Linked DNA regions of Mus musculus: region 1 is linked to region 2. Evidence: chromatin contacts called from public HiChIP or PLAC-seq data. All regions are on one chromosome and are shown on one strand. The core of a region is the stretch at or near the end of the contact, and the rest is flanking DNA. Distances in the headings are between cores, read along the strand shown. Region 1 has its middle 46 kb from the start of Gm41582. Region 2 has its middle 130 kb from the start of Runx2os3.

Evidence for each region. HiChIP or PLAC-seq counts read pairs in DNA pulled down with a chosen protein or histone mark.
Region 1: a BATF HiChIP or PLAC-seq map of CD8 T cells shows a contact between it and region 2, with 5 read pairs. The contact joins two enhancer-like sites. A contact is called at or near these places in 1 of 39 promoter capture datasets (neural stem cells), 1 of 484 Hi-C or Micro-C datasets (bone marrow-derived macrophages) and 1 of 115 datasets of contacts at active chromatin or transcription factors (CD8 T cells).

What each region holds. Positions count from the first base shown.
Region 1 is chr17:45,215,350-45,220,380 of GRCm38.p6, forward strand. No RefSeq gene overlaps it. Among named protein-coding and RNA genes, the nearest start is that of Gm41582, 46 kb to the right of the region's middle. Within about 2 kb of position 1,487, at least 44 of the 459 cell types and tissues checked have an H3K27ac peak or open chromatin away from gene starts, as enhancers often do. A contact at or near this core is called in CD8 T cells, where this site is marked.
Region 2 is chr17:44,431,392-44,436,891 of GRCm38.p6, forward strand. No RefSeq gene overlaps it. Among named protein-coding and RNA genes, the nearest start is that of Runx2os3, 130 kb to the right of the region's middle. Within about 2 kb of position 1,565, at least 93 of the 459 cell types and tissues checked have an H3K27ac peak or open chromatin away from gene starts, as enhancers often do. A contact at or near this core is called in CD8 T cells, where this site is marked.

The DNA of each region.
Region 1 (5,031 bases), core at 237-2,736, 780 kb after region 2:
AGTCAAATTCTACCCAGCTTGCTAGTTTGTGGGTACCTGGGACTCAGTGCTACTCAAAGAAACCCTGCTATGTCTGGAAGCTCCCCTGCCTTGCAGAGAGGGCACAGAGTACTGCCTGAGCAGGACATGGGCCATGCTCCCAGCAGTCTTTGCACCTGCAGCACCATGATTTAGTGAGGGCTGTCAGGGATTATAGAGTGGCGAACCCGCTAGCATCCGCAGGGCTCTCATGAATGGGGCCTTGTGCTCGGCTCCCTCTTGCTTCGTGTTTCTTGGAGCCAGCACAAAGGGAGCTATTTTGGGACAGGGTCTAATATTTGACTGTTGCAGGATGAAAATAGTGGGCCTTGAGTTTATTAATTTTGTAACTTTCTTTTTCTGTCTCTTCTTCCTGCCTCACCTCACCCCCTGCCACTCCCACTCTGGGCACCCTGATCCAGGCGGTGCCCTTACCTGTGGCTGGCCCTGCTTCCTCAGCTGTGTGTGAGTCACCGCTCCCTCAGTACCTGTAGCTACAAATCCCGGATGAACGGTCACCGGAAGCCCCAGCCTGTGAATCCAGGGCTGTGGGCCAACTTCTGAGCCCCATGAGCCAGGCAGATTTAGCATCCGACTCACAACCGAATCCTTCTTGATCCCAGTTAATTTTCTGAGGGCAGTCTTAATGGGGGTGGGGTTGGGGCTTCTGGGTTAGTGGTATTCAGGAGTGTTGCAAACATTTTATCTAGAAAAGAAAATGGTGGCCTGGAGAGACAGTTGCTTTCCGTTGAGGGTATATTGGTCACCATGCAAAGGGAAGCCCTCTTGGTTGGGAAAAGGGTACCTAGTGGGCTAGCCTCTGGCCTGTAAACAGGATTCTCTTTGTACAGTAATCATTCCTGTCATTACCAAGCAAGGCTTCATTCCCCACAGCCCGGACAAATGCAGAGCCCTTCGCCACCCACGAAAGAAGCTACTAGTAATTTTCAGCATTTTTTAAAAAAAGATTTATTTTATATTTAAATACTTGCCTGTGCCTGTGGAAGCCAGACATGTTGGATCCCCTGGAGCTAGCGTTACAGGTGACCGTGAGCTGCCTAAAGTGGGCACTTGCAACCAAACTCAGGTCTTCTGTGCTATCTCTCTGGTCCCAGGGTTCTGCCATGTTTTAACATCCCTCTACACCCTTCACAGCAGTCTGGAGCAGAGCTGTGAATCTCACAGGATTGTTCGACACAGGCAGAAGGAGGAAAAAAAAGCCTATCGTGAATTAAACTTTCCCCAACACTAACTCCCTCCCCGCACTATAAGGGATCATGTTGTTGGCAACACACAGATTCTGAGCCCTCTGAAGGAACACTGTAAGTAGACGGAAAAATACAAGGATGGGTCCCTGGAGGTGCCCAGGTAGAAGTGTTGAGTTTTGATGTTCACCAAACAGTACTGGGCAAGGCAGCCTTCAACAAAGTAGGCCTTTGTGGCTGTGTAACACTGCTCTGAACCGAATTTACCACAGACCACAGGGACAGGCAACTCAGAGGCATGGGGAAGAAGCAACACAGGAGCCCTGCTCTTTGGTGCCCTTCCATAGGTGGTGGCTACTAAGATGGGCGTCCGGACTGACCCTAGAAAGCCCCAGGGAGACACTTCCTGGAGCTGGCTTAGGAGCTTTGTCGCTGGGGGGCTGGTGTGTTGGGGGTGGTGTTGAGTGTGAGGAGAGCACACTTGTGGCTTAGCTTCCTGGTGATTGCTACAGAGGGAACTGAGTTGACTATAGTGTCCCATAAGTCAGCCATCCCAGAAATCTGAGGGTAAATATAGCTGCAGACTCACCAACCCTGGCTGTCCAACCACCCAGTGGATGGGAATAAGGGCTGGAAATGCTGAGTTTCGTGGTCTCCTCTTCCTTCCGGTGGTGGGAGGTTCTCAGAATAAGAAGATCTGGGCTTTGGATTTCCCCCAAGGGTTTCTCAGTACTTCCTGGCCCTGCCGACTCAGCCTCCTCGGGGTTTGAGCACCTCTCAAGGAGACCATGGAGTCTGAGAGGGGGTCAAGAGCAGCCAGTGGCATGGGGCTCAGTGACCACTGAGAGCAGGCACTGGTTAGCCACATCCCATGCACACAACATCCTGTCATCAATGGCACAAGGCCTCAGCCTGGATCTGCCTGGGCCGCTTTCTACTCATCCTATGCTTTTCTCTTTCCTGACTGAGGCTTTCACCCCACATTTTTCCTTTCCTGCCCTGGTAGGGAGCTGCCAAGTCCATGCATGGTCCAGGTCCCCCTCCTGGGGTGTCAGCCCATGCACCCTCCATCTGACCAGAACCATGAGTCACTGCACCAGACTTCCCAGGTTTGTCTGGTATGGTTTTTGCACAAATGTTCTGGGAAATGTGAGAACATGGGCCTTCTCCATTGATGGCAGAAAGCTGCGCTACCTTAGACTGGGATAAAGACACATTTGCGCCAAATGCAAATCTAAGTTCTAGAACTTGCCCAAGGGAGGAAACTGCCCAGCCCAGTGTTCATACAATAGACTCACTGAGGCTAACAAAGTGGGGAGGGTCATGGTGATGTGTGTCTATAAGCCCAACACTAGGGAGGTAGAGATTCAAGAGTTCAAGGCCAGCCTGAACTGTTTGAGATTGTCTTTAAAAAAAAGATTAGAATGATAAAGGAGCTGGGTGTGTTGGCACACTCTTGTAATGCCAACTTCAGAGTGAAGCCGATCTCATGTCAGCAACCAAGGACAGACTCACATTTGAATCGAAGATGTGGGCAGCTCTACGTAGCCTTGCTCACAGGAGAATACAACTGGAATGCACTCCTATTGAGGAGACAGAGCCTGCAGAAGCAGAAAGCAGCCCTCATCCTTCAATAGACTGCTCAGGAAAGAGCTGAGATCAACCCAGTTCCTTCCAAGTAAGAAGGAAGGAGGGAGAGAGAGACAGCCCACTTCCCTAGATCATGGGCGTCCTCTGCCAGACTCTTGCTAACAAGTTTTGGGGAAGAAAATAAAACAGCAGCAACAACAAACAACAACAACAAACCAGTGTTAGGAAAAAAATAAATCCCACTTGGAACCTTGAGCTTCATTCATTCAGGCCCAATTAGAAACCGCACCTCTGCAGCCAAGTCAAACCGTCACATCCCATGGCAATCTTGTCTTAGTCACCGTCTGTCCCTCCAGAGAAGCCAATAAAACAATGACAGGAATTCAGCGATAATCTCTCCCTATAGCTTTTATTTCCCGAGTTTTCCAGAATTCTCCCTTGTGAGATATCCAAGTCTGTGCTCTCCTTATCCCTGAGCCCGACCAAGGCAGCCCAAAAGGCTTTCCATATATGTCAGTCTCCCCCTGCCTGATTCTATTATGCAGATCAAAGCTCCAGAACTGAATCCTGGGGTTTTGTGTCAGCGTCAGCAAGATCAAAAGGTCCTTGGAAGTGAGCAACCCCAAGGAGCTGCGGGCCAACCATGCTCCATATAGGCCTCTGGCATTTCCCCACCACCACAACTAGATAACTGGCCCAGTGTACAGGAAGGGGCTTAGAGCCCATGCCATCCAAATCAGAGCCTTGTTTACTTTCCCGGCTTCAACTGTCTCTACCAAGTCCTGACAGGACACAGGTGCAGCACATGTGTACATATACACACACATATATGCACAAATATCAGTGCTCATATACATACACACATGTGCAGACACAGCAACACGCATCGATACATTTGAACACAAATGCGTACATGTACTAGGTGAAGAAGAAAGATGTGAAAGTTTGGGTCAGACTGAGTCTGGCAGAAGACGCCCGTGATCTGGGAAGTGGGCTGTCTCCCTCTCTCCCTCCTTCCTTCTTACTTGGAAGGGACTGGGTTGGTCTCAGCTCTTTCCTGAGCAGTCTCTGGAAGGATGAAGGCTGCTTTCTGCTTCTGCAGGCCCTGTCTCCTTCTCCTCGATAGGAGTGCATTCCGGTTGTATTCTCCTGTGAGCAAGGCCATGTAGAGCTGCCCACACCTTCGCTTCAAATGTGAGTCTGTCCTTGGTTGCAGACTTGAGGTCGGCTTCACTCTGCTAAGTTAAGAACACAGTGGCCTGAGGGAGAAGGGTCAAAGCTGTGTGTTCCGGAAGGTCCTGGATGTCTTTCCTCACCATCCCCGAGAGTACCTCCCTCTGCCTCCCGTCTCACCACATGCTGGTCTCTTGTCCACATGACCCTGAGTGTATGGGATAGTATGCTAATGTTCCCTTGTGGCTTCCACTTATCAGACATATCATACCCACCCCCATCCCCCACCCCTGAAACTGGGATTGAAATCGGTGATAGTCTCTGTCTTAAACAGAATATGCCACCTGTTGAGGTGACACAATGGAGGAGCATAGCCCTTCTGTAGTATTCGGGTAGTATCGTGTGTCATAGTTAGGGTTGTGCGTGTTCCTGCAATATACACCTCCATTAAACTGGCATCCATTGCTTCCTCACAGAGGGCTCTGGAGGCGAGGAGCTCCTGCCAGCAGCTCTGTGCCCAGGCCTTTCAACACACAGGCTCCATTCACCTTGTTGTCATCTTCTAGGCTTCTAGAATCTAGAGAGTTATCTCCCACAGTATGCCTTCTTGCTGGGGGTCACTGTAGAGTCGATGCAGAAAGCTCATTTTCACATAAACAAACGATGAGAAAGTTCCCAGTTCAGCTCCGTTCACAGCCTTCTAGGGAGAACAGAGTTGCATGGCTGCAGTCCCAGGGAGGCTCAGCCTGCCTTCCTATCATCTACTGATCTGTAGATCTGACTACTTATCCAGCTCTCATCTATCTTTACAGAGAGTATGACGGGATGTTTGGTAATGTGGGAAAACTCTGCTAATTAAGGTTGAAGTCCACCGTTAACAGGATAGCCGCTGGACTTGGCTCGTAAGGGAAGACTCCCTTCCTTAGCTGCTCCTCTGACCTTGACTGGGGAATCTGAAACCCTTTACCCGCAGAATAGCACATAGCCTTAGTTAGATCACAGCTTCAACTTCCATTCTCCTGACAAGAACTAGAGATTCCTAAAA
Region 2 (5,500 bases), core at 315-2,814:
CCCCAACATGAAAATGAATAGCAATGTTAAAGGGCCCCTCATTCCTCTGCACCCTGAAGGCCAGATAGTGAGCAAGACACATAGATGGGGGCTCATAGGAAGCCTATGGTCTACTGAAAATACCGACCTGATTGGTTCACGGGTTAAAGTAAGATGACGTGTCATGTAAGAGACCCAAAGCTGCTAGGGTTTTACTGGTATTGTTTCTGTTACATTCCCCTAAACTGAAAAGTGAGCCACCGCCAACAGATAGCACGGATGCTGGGAGAGAGCACTTTTCCTAATTGGCTGTTTATTCTTTTACCAGAAACCAGGCACTGCTTGCCTCTCATCTTCTATCATGCACTCCCTTCCAAAGTTATTCTCTCTTTGATAGTTTGAGAAAACAGACTTTTGGTTTTGGAACGGGTGCCTTGTTTAATCCTGGTTTTTGCAATCGTGGTAAATCAGAGAGAAGGATATGTCCAGTGGGCAACACAAGAATGTTTTATTTGTGCAAGAAAATGAAAATAAGAGTTTTGGGTTTTTTTGTTTTGTTTTGTTTTGCTTTGCTTTGTTTTGCTTTGCTTTTTGGTTTGTTTTGAGTTGTAGGAATTGAGGTTGCTGGTGCTTTGCTGTTTAACATCTCAAGATGTGTTTTACTTCCAATCTGTTCTGGACTTTATCCAACAAGAACAATGACATTTCTATTAACTAGTACTATTTTAAAGCCGGTTGCCCTACAGGATCTTCCTTAAAGATGGTTTAAAAAAAAGAAGAAGAAGAAGAAGAAGAAGAAGAAGAAGAAGAAGGAGGCATGCTTTGACCAGGAGTTTGAAGTCTGCCTTTATGGGAGGGGGGGGAGGATGCGGGGAGAGGGCAGCGAGATGATAGGGTGTTGGGGAAACTGGAAGAGAGACTCTTTATTCTGGAGTGTTTATTACCAGGACATCCAGTCCTGATCCCAGAATTGACAAAGCCCTGTGTTAACTTAGGAAAATGGAGAAGAGCTGGCTAGACTTCAGAAAAGCATGCAAACAAATTTACAATATGATAGGTTCACGATATTAAATTAAGTATATAGCAATCACAAATCTTTCAACACATTCTGGAGCAATGAAAAAAGACAGAGAGAGAGAGAGAGAAAGAGGCAGAAAAGAGAGGGGAGAAAATGAAAGACCCCCCCCCCAAACCAGCTGAGCCAGTAGTTAAAGCCTTTTTAATTTAACAGACCCCATTTTTTATGGTCTCCAGGACATGCTGCTGGCTTTTTGAGCTGTCACATGATCGCTTATCCAGATGTGAGGGTGGATATCTGGGACAGGACCAGCCAGAAACCGCAGCCCTTTCCTCCAGCTTGTAGCTTGTTACTGTAACTCAACCGTACTCTGCCGGCTACAGAAGCCCTGCATTAATATGTGGTACAACAACAATAACACAGGAGGGGATAAAGTTAACCAAACACTCACAGGAATCTGGAAAAGAGGGGGGGGGGGAAGCTGGGCCAGGGCAGGAGGGAAACAGGGAGGAGAGCCAACTCAGGTTTGTTTGTCAGCTCCACACAACACTGAAAATGAAACCTCCAAGTGTGTGGTGGTCTGAAAACTTCCCCTTTTCTCACCTACTGTGAACAGCTTTTACCCAGGGACAAGACTTCCTGCAGCTTTCTTCAGGAAATTAGCAAATGCCTCTGTTTGGAACTTCAGGTTGCAGGAACCCACAGCAAAGCCAGAAAGGGCCTCAAGAACCACAGAGTGCAGGGCTTCTCCTTCAAAAGAAATTTCTGGAAGCCCAGACCTGGACCACAGAGGGGACAGGAGAGGGAGGGTAAAGAAGCAACTGCTTTCTAGCCTCCCTTTGCACCTTTGCCAGTGACCTTTAGGAGACTCTTTCCCCAAGCTGCCCAGACAGCCTCCAGCAACCCATTAAATTCATTAAGCCTTGAATTTTTTTTTCCATGTGTGAAGTGGCAATGATACAGCCTGCCTAGAGGAGATGCATCCAGGATTAGAGAAAGCCCTGGCCTAATACCTGATCCAAATACTTTCATTTGTTTCTGAATTCATAAACACTGAAAAACCACCTACTATGTGCCACACATTATAGGGCCAGAATTCCTGAAAGTAGGAACTGTACATACAAACAGGGAGTGTCACATGATGACATGATGAATATGTAAACAGGTCAGTGTACACAAAGATGGGCACTACCATGAAAAGGGAAAGAGGAGCAGATCTGCTGGGGAGCCAGGGATATTTGGGGATTAGTATCAAGCATCAAGTATCTCTTGAAAGGTCTCTTTGAAAGACAGCAAGGTTCTGGCTCAGTGGGTGAAGATACTTGCCACCCAGTTTGATGACACGAGTCTCATCCCTCAACAACCATATGGCAGAAGGAGAAAACTGACTACTACAAGTTGTCTTCTGACTTCCACATGCGCACCATGGCACCAAGGCATGTCCTAGGTCACAAAGGAAACCCGTCGGCTCAGATAATTGGTCTGCCCTATGTCTACCCTTGCTGTTGAACCTGACTGGCTCATCAAAATCAATGCTGTGGAATATCTCAGATACGCCTCGCTAGAGATCTCACTCTTCTGCCCAAGGATTGTTTCTGAGGCTTGGTGAGTGTAGTGGTTGAAACTGAGACAACTCTTGGGCCTGTGTCCGTGTGGGAGAGTTCAGATTAGGTTAGTTGAGGTAGGATGCCCCATGATCAGTGCCATCGATGGACTGAGGTTCTAGGTTGAACAAAAAACGATTAAGAGAGTGGAGCAAGCATTCAGATCTCTCTGCTTCCTGCCTAGGAATGCAGTGTGAGCGGTCAGTTTACACTTGTACTGCCATGGGGATGCCATGATTGACTGAACCCTCAAACCACAAGCCAAAATAAACCAACCCTTCCTTCCTTAGCTCTCATTTTGTCTAATATTTTTGCCACAGCAGCAAGGAAAATACCTAAGGCATAGGGCCTGGGACTCATCTCTAACCATTCGGTGAGCCAGGAGCATCGAGCAAATTTCACATGGCTAGTTGGCTGATGGGTTTCCTCCAGCCCATAAAATGAGGAGTTAAGGCAAGTAAGCTCTGTATTTCACACCACTGTGACTCTCACCGAAGGGGCCCACTTGACAGGTAAGAGTGACACATTTATTAATGGTGGGGTTTGTGCTCTTCCTGTCTTGGCTTAGACCCTCACAGTGCCCCGCAGCAGACCCCAGACTGACTTCTTTCCCCAGGTCCCCTGAGCCTGTTGCATATTGAGGAGCCTTTCCCCTCTCCCCTTGAGTGTCAATCCTCCCAAGGCCCTGTGCTCTCCTCGGCTTGCCTTCAGAGCCAGTGCTGAGAAGAGAGATTTATTTCTTCTACTTTCTGTGGAGAGAGCTTCACAGAAGATGTATTGTTCCCAGCTAGATTTTCATCAATGCTGTGGAAGAGGCAGGAAATCTCCTCCCCAGAAATAATGTCAAATGTCTTAGAAGTCATTGACTGAAAACGCATTAAAGAGAAACCTATAACGGGTTCACTTAAGTATCACGCAGGGTATCTATATTTTACATGGAAATGTGACGTGATGCCTACACACATGTTAAGGTAAGTTATCTCAGGGTCAGATGGGCATTTGTAGTAGGATTTCTCTCTCTCCCCCATAATGCACCATGAATTATGCTGCTATTGGTATAACAAGGGTCATAACCAAGAAGAAATAGCTGCCCCGCTGAGGTTTTTCTTTTATACTGAAAATATTCAGATGGGACATGCAACACACGGCTCTTCACTCCCAGCCTCAACTACAGTCATCGAGTTCAGCTTAACATGTTTTTCTTCAGTTTAAGATGAACCAAGAGTCCCCTGACTGTGGTCTCTCCGTTCGATTGGTACCCATAGAACATCTTCTTCTACAAGTATTCTCACATCCACTGTGCTAAGTTCATCTTTACAAACAGAAAGACCCCACTTAGAAATATGAAATTTCACTGGGCATAGAGAGGTGTCAGGGGTCAGGAGACTAAGGCAGCAGGGGCAGCTTGAGCTCAAGGCTAACCTGTGCTACAGTGTGGGACTCTATCTCAAAAAAAAACAAACAAACAAAACAAAACAAAACAAAACAAACCCCCTCAAACAGAAATGGGGTGGGGAAATGGGGGAAGGCAGGGGAGAAGGAGAATTTGTAGAAAGGTCATGCTCCAGTCTTCCCGCTCTTCATTTCTCTAAGATGTAATCTGATCAGCCATTTATTTTATGGGCATATTGGCACATTCTCAACTAGTCTAATAATTAAAAAACATGACCATCTTCAGCTCTGACACTGGTACGTTCAAGTAGCTTCTCTATATTTCTGGGCTCTGCTCGTTCTCCCTGGCTGGTTGTCCAGCTGGTTTTGATCATCTCTTCTCTTGGGGAGAGACAGCACGAGGGAGGCAGAGATGAGGGTCTGATTCCTTTCTAGAGGTTGAGCTTGGACCTGTCCGTGAGTTCCAGAACCGTTGTTGTTGTTGTCACTTTCGAGACAGTGAGTTGTTATGACACACGTGGTGGGAAGCAGTTCTGCAAACAGATGGTATTTAATAGTTGCACACGTGTCACTGTCACCCTGCACATCCCCTTTTCACCCATAGCTGATGGAGGAGTTCAGTGATGGAAATCCATTCACAGGGAATACTGGTCCCTTAGAGAATTATTCTAGGCCACTCATGTGGCTCATGGGAAACCAGTTTATGCATTCAGCAGGCCTTCTGTGTTCTCTTCCATTCTGTTCTCTTTCTTTTAGGTATTTGGGGCTTCCTTCCTCTGTTGGAGTTATAGCAGGAGCAATTTTGAGGCAACCATTCCATGAAGACTTTCAACTCACATCCCACTATCACCTACTGGTTTTCCTCAAATAAGTGACTTGCTCCCATCATTTCTCAGGATCACATCCATGTCTAGTCTTGGAATGGCCACATTTGAGTCAGGTTTTAGGCCTTTTCACGGGAGCAGAGAGACTCTTAAGGCAAGGCAAGGAAGGAAGCAGACATTTTCCTTCCCACCCCAGAGCCCTTCCAGTTATGTGTCTCCTAGGAGTTTCCCCAGCTCTTTGTGCAGGGCCTTATATCCTCATTGAAACAAGCCTCCTGCTTGACCCCATATGTCTAACCCAGGGGTCAGCCCCCCAAGCCTAAGTCTTGGGGCATCTAGGCAGTCTGCAAGTAGGCAGAGCACAAGCTTGCTGCCTGGGCAGCTTTGTGAGCCTGGCAGTTGGAAAACCATCCGGATCTGCCTTGTCCTGAATAAGCGTGACATGAGGTCCGAGAGCAGAGGAAGGAGGAAGAACCAGGCAGATCCGTGTGAAATCCCATGGTTTCAGTTCACAGGGACTTGGGGCGACTCCTTTCAGTTTCAATGAACACGGCTCTCCTTCCTTGAAGGAGAAGTTCTGACTTTTAGGCTGAAAGCAGATAAACGGAGCCTAAACCACAAGTCTTGATGTACTTTCAGGATGAGTAAAGGATGAGAAAAAGGGTAGCCAGGCTCTGCCCAGC